2 separate regions of the Zea mays genome follow, and region 2 is linked to region 1. The links are chromatin contacts, called in public Hi-C maps. All regions are on one chromosome and are shown on one strand. The core of a region is the stretch at or near the end of the contact, and the rest is flanking DNA. Distances in the headings are between cores, read along the strand shown.

The links. Hi-C and Micro-C count contacts between places; a contact is called where the count stands out from the background.
Region 2: a Hi-C map of leaf shows a contact between it and region 1, with 2.8 times the contacts expected there. The contact joins the enhancer-like site here to the promoter of LOC100216660 in region 1. A contact is called at or near these places in 4 of 25 Hi-C or Micro-C datasets (ear, endosperm, leaf and 1 more).

What each region holds. Positions count from the first base shown.
Region 1 is chr2:134,820,678-134,823,377 of Zm-B73-REFERENCE-NAM-5.0, forward strand. It overlaps LOC100216660 (Armadillo/beta-catenin-like repeat), which reads right to left and starts at 1,303. Exons shown (of 8, transcript NM_001359475.1): 1 at 1,229-1,303.
Region 2 is chr2:134,890,218-134,892,917 of Zm-B73-REFERENCE-NAM-5.0, forward strand. No RefSeq gene overlaps it. Among protein-coding and RNA genes, the nearest start is that of LOC100501682, 52 kb to the right of the region's middle. Within about 2 kb of position 1,379, at least 17 of the 20 cell types and tissues checked have an H3K27ac peak or open chromatin away from gene starts, as enhancers often do. A contact at or near this core is called in ear, endosperm, leaf and 1 more, where this site is marked.

The DNA.
Region 1 (2,700 bases), core at 53-2,552:
CACTTGAGTTGTATTGTAATCAAAGGTTTGCACATGTAGCAGCACTCACAAGTAAAGGAGGCCAGAAGCACAGGCCCCAACGCTTCCTCCAAGACAGTCCTTTCAAGTAGAGTGTTAGATTTGTTATGGGGCAGAAGGTATGTGGATGAGACTTATTGAACTTTTCGTAGTTAGATGTTCATCAGACAAGGTACTGATTCAACGAGCAACACTTCCTCTTATATACCTTAACTTGAAGAGCAATTTGATTATGAGTTTATGACATAGCCAATCCCCCCAAATCTTGAAAGACAGCAATCTCGAACCTTCACTCACCCAAATTCATGAGGCTACAATGCAGCAGCAGAAGCATCCATCATGGACTCTTGACTCTTCCATAGTGTTCTGTAGATTTTTAGTACCATTCTAACATAAAAAAGGACACATACAGTTGCTAGCGGATCCCACCTGAGTGGCGTATGTGGAAGGAATAACCAAGGCAAGTCTTACCCTGCATTTTGCAGATAGGCTGTGTCCAACATTAGTACCATTCTAACTAACCAAGGAAAAAAGATTTGTAAATTTCATTAGATGAGGACACCGACAGACACCTTCACGAAACAAATATACCTTCGCTAGCTATAGAATTCCTGTGCCAGTGACACCTACACCCACCGAATCTGTCAGGATCACAGAAACGGCCAAAAAATCATGCCCTCCTCCACCTCACCCTACCGACAGAGCCCCCAGGCGATGAGATCTCGGCCGCCGCATCCAATATTCCGCTGGGCGCTGGCAGAAAGTCCGTTGAAGACAAAGAGCGATCCCCTGCCGCCGGGTTAGGGGTGGGGACTTTGGGTCCCGGAGGCTGATCTCTCCCCTAGACCTGCAATGGCGGGAGGGCGGCCCAGCGGTGGGTGGCTGGGGTGACGAGGCAGCGGCGCGCCGCCGGCCGCGGGAGGCGGATGCGGCTGGTGGGCGCAATTGGGGCAGAGGAAGCACGTCGGGCGAGCTAAGGGAGGGCAGTGAAGCCGTGACGGTCGGCGGCGGGAGCGCTGGAGGAGGCTGGGACGGCGGTGGTCGGCCGCGAGGACGACGGCGCGGCAAGAAGAGGAGGATGGTGTCGCGCGGCCCGTCAAAACTCAGACGGGTGGAGCTCAGCGTCAGCGAAACCCCAGTGGCCCCACGCGAGTTGCTACAATTGGGCGATATCGACGGACGCGAGATCGAGAAGGGGGCGTGGACTCACCGTTGGCGGGTGGACGGTGGTGGGCGACGGCGGCGGTTCGTCTCACTGTCGCTGCACTCGCTCGCCCACTGCGCTGGCGGTGTGTGTGTGCTGGTGCGTCCGTTAGGGAGAGTGAGAGATGTGAGGAACTGCGTTGGGAGGAGCGATAGGACTGGGTGCCTTTTTTGCGGGTCACTCCTGTCGTTGTCGCGTTATTTCGGAAATGGACAGCCACCTGCGCGTCCTTGGGCAAATTCCACTTTGGCTGTGGACAGCTCCGATACGGTGTACAGTCGTATAATGTACGTGCAGCATAACTACACAAGTGGTACCTTCTTAGGGCATGTACAGTGAAGAGACACCAAAACGGTTCTCCAAGCATAGGAGACAACTAAGAGACTCTATTGTACAATGGAGTGTCTATAAACGTAATCTATTAATAAATACAGAATTAAATGTATTTGTATAGCATCAGATCGATAGAACAGACGACAAATTCGTACAGTGGGAAGTGAGGCGTCTGTTGCTACTTGGTTTACGAGCCAGAGGCGTCTCTTCACGGACAGACGGCTCTAAGATTTTTTTGCAAATAACCCTCTTAAACATCTTAAGAGCCTCCACATTAAACATCACTGTACATGCCCTTAGGAGTACTTAGAGCCTCTTTAGGAGAGATGTATTTCAAAAACTTCAGCTTTAATTTTCCAGCTTCACTATAAAACAGCTCCAGCAAATTATTAAGCAAATTGTTAAGGTGGCATAGCAGGTATGGATCCGGATATTTATTCGGATAATAAATTTTATATCTTTTTTCTTCAATTGTGAATAAATAGGACATAAAATTTGTTATGTAAATTTATATTACTGTTTTCGATATTGAGCTTATTAAGGTCATCTTAAATAATAAATCTCAAATTTGTAATATATCTTTTTTAAATAATTGATATAAAATTAAAATTTTGGATACGGATACATTTCGGATTTGGATGTTTTTACCTTTTTTGTTGTAGGGAGAAAATAATGCAAAAAAATTATTCTTGTCCTCGATAATATATTTAACAATATAACTAAAGATTAGCACCAAATTTTATGCATATTTATATTAAAATATTAAATTTATCATATAATTCGGATGTTTAGGATCCATCCCAGATAGGGTATGCCAGGTATGCCCTCGCATACACACGTGTCTAACATATACAGTGTATATATATATATATATATAATGTTTAACACACAAATAATATTGCGCTAAATGTCTTGTAGTCTATGATTTAAACATAGAAAGAATATTGCGCTAAATGTCTTGTAGTCTATGAATTTTTTTTTTGTTCAGACCTATGTTCTCGGGACCTATGTAACGAAGTATTAGGATGCATGCTGAACGAACAATATAAACAAAAAATCGACAATCTAACATTCGATCGCTCAGATTCTTCGATAGGTGCGGGTGTGAGATGCCACTCGATGCTACACTGTTGGATATACGACTA
Region 2 (2,700 bases), core at 129-2,628, 70 kb after region 1:
ACTTCCTTTTTACCCAGTCATGTTCTTGTTAATCATAATGATCTGCATAGGTTAATTTTGATGGGATCCAATAGGTTACCCTAGATTTTAACTATCTTTATACCTTGTTTCACCACTAGTTTTACTACTAATTTTTTTGGGTAGTACATGCTATTGCTTTATGTGGATTTGTGTATAGAGATATTCATTACTCATGATTACACTTTTTATTATTTGTTTATTATTTACTGTTCATGATAAGATCATTATGTTAATGGGAACATGGAGAACCACTCAGGAAAACAGTACTACCACAAGGGTTTAATGGGACGCCCTTGGCTGATTAACTAGGAAAGCTAGTGGATGACTACCTTACCCAAAAGGGGCAAGGGCAGTAGGGGAGTGGTCAGTGTAGGGAGGTCTTTGGGTTGATTTTGCTGCGATGGCGGCCAGGCGAGGGATTCCTGCACTGGAGCTTCCTATAAACTGTAGCGGGTTTTCTGAAGCTAGTGGAACTTTGTAAAGGCATCGTAGTGGTACCCTGCCTCGCTTCCTTGGTAGAGGTGTATGGGGTCTCATCAACTCTGTGGCAAATGAGTAACACGACTTGTGGGTAAAGATGCACAACCTCTGCAGAGTGTAAAACTGGTATACTAGCCGTGCGTGAGCGGCTCGGACACTCACATGATTAATCTATGGAATTAAAACTTAATTTGTCATTTCATTGCATTGGGATTATTTTATTATTACTTTTATTTATTATTACTAAGGTTTGGTATTTACTTACACTTAGTAACTGCTAATAAAATTTGGACCAACTTAAAAGCAATGCTCAGCTTCAGTCTTTATTACATTGATTTACCTTACAATTCACATGAACTCCCACTTTTGGTGAGTTCATGCACATTATTCCTCAAAACTTGTTGATCGATGAACATGTGTGAGCTCACTCTTGCTGTCTCATACCCTCCCACAGGAGAAGAACAGGTGGTCGAAGAGGAGCCGCCTAACACTGAGGCTTTCGACTTGATCTAGGTGACGTCTCGCAGTCAGCTTTGTGGCGTGAGGAAATAATATTTAGTTCGTTTTATTTTATCATTTATTTTTGTAAGACTTCCGCTATGTAATAAGTATATTTATGATATTTATAACATTTATCTTTATGCACTCTGTTATTATATGTGTTGTTTTCTCTGGCTCATATATGAGCCCGGCTTGGTGTGACATACATGCGCCTTGCCTATGACCTTTGCATGACCGCGTGAATACTAGGAAAGTAAAGGGATGGTAGGTAAAATGCGCTCCTGCGTCCTGGCGACCAGCAGCCCGTCTGTACTGGTCAGTGCGACATCCCAACTGGTCTCAAGCTGAGATGTGGGGTCCACCTAGACGACGTTGACGTGGGGACCGGGTGTCAGTACCTGATCTCGGGATTAAAGTGGTCGTTTGCTTTGGTTCAATGGTCTTCGGAGTGGCGTCAGGTATGTGCGGTGCGATCAGGAATGTGGGGACTTTGCTAGCTTTTCCCTCACGTGCTCGTTAAAGCACTGGCTCAGTGTGGTCCCTATTCTTAGTGGCAACGGATATATAATTTTTGCCACTTGACAGACTGTTGTCTAGCCTACCTGACAAACGGCATAACCTTCATTATATAGAGAGAGAGCTTTACGCCTCCAATAAATAAAATAAGCCATGACTCAACGGTGTCATTCGATTCAACCGCCTTAGGTTCGGGTGGCTATAAAAACACCACATGTCGTGAGAGATTAGGTTTTAGTGGCGGCGGCGGTTCCTTCAGACGTACGAGCGGCGGCGATCCCGGGGGCCAGCGGACAATAGATGAAAGCGGAGCCATAAACTGAAATATATGTCGTAAAAACCTATTGACGTTGACATTAATATGTATACATAAATATCATAAAAACAAGGTCATCGCTCGCGTCTAGGGGAACACCGACACCAACGCGCACCTCTGGGATCCGCCGTAGCTCGCGGATGTCGTCAAACTCGAAGCATAGCAGCACGTCCCTGTAGGCCACCACCATCGCACCCCTAGCCCTCACTTACTCAGCGCCACCATCAGCAGCAGCTCGTCGTGCACCAGGCACTCGACGGTGGCCGCTGAGAACTGGACGAACCGCGCCGAGTGCATCTCGACGCCGGCGGCCTTTCGCTGTGCGTGCCACGAGTCGTCGTCGCCGTCGTGGGCGGTTTCCGTCGCCACCGTCGATCGTACCATATGAGGTCAGCCACTGCCACCGCTCGTGCATCAGGCGGTCGTGGCCGTCGTGGCGCTTGCGTCTGGAGCGATGCTCGCCGGTGTCGTCTGCCACTCGTCGATGTTGCCCGCCGCTCGCCGATATCGCACCTCTGGCCGACCTTCGCGTCTCACGCCGACGCACGCCACTCGCGCCTCACACCTCGGGACATCGTCGTCAGCGTCGCTCGCCGCTGCTCGCGCCTCATGGGATCACAACCGCAACCAGAATTTGAAACTCTAATCCCTAGGGTCTATGCTACTTTTATAGATGCCCGGGGCCTGGGTCGCTTAAGGTGGTGAGGTTGCGGATGCCAGCATCGGGTAAGGGCTTTCGTCCAGCTATTGGAAGCCGAGAGCTCTAAAAATCTAAATTATATATATTGTGATGAGTTACGTAATAATCAACACAAACTTATTTATTCCCTACCGGAATCAGCTACTTTGCCGTGTGTACGCCATTA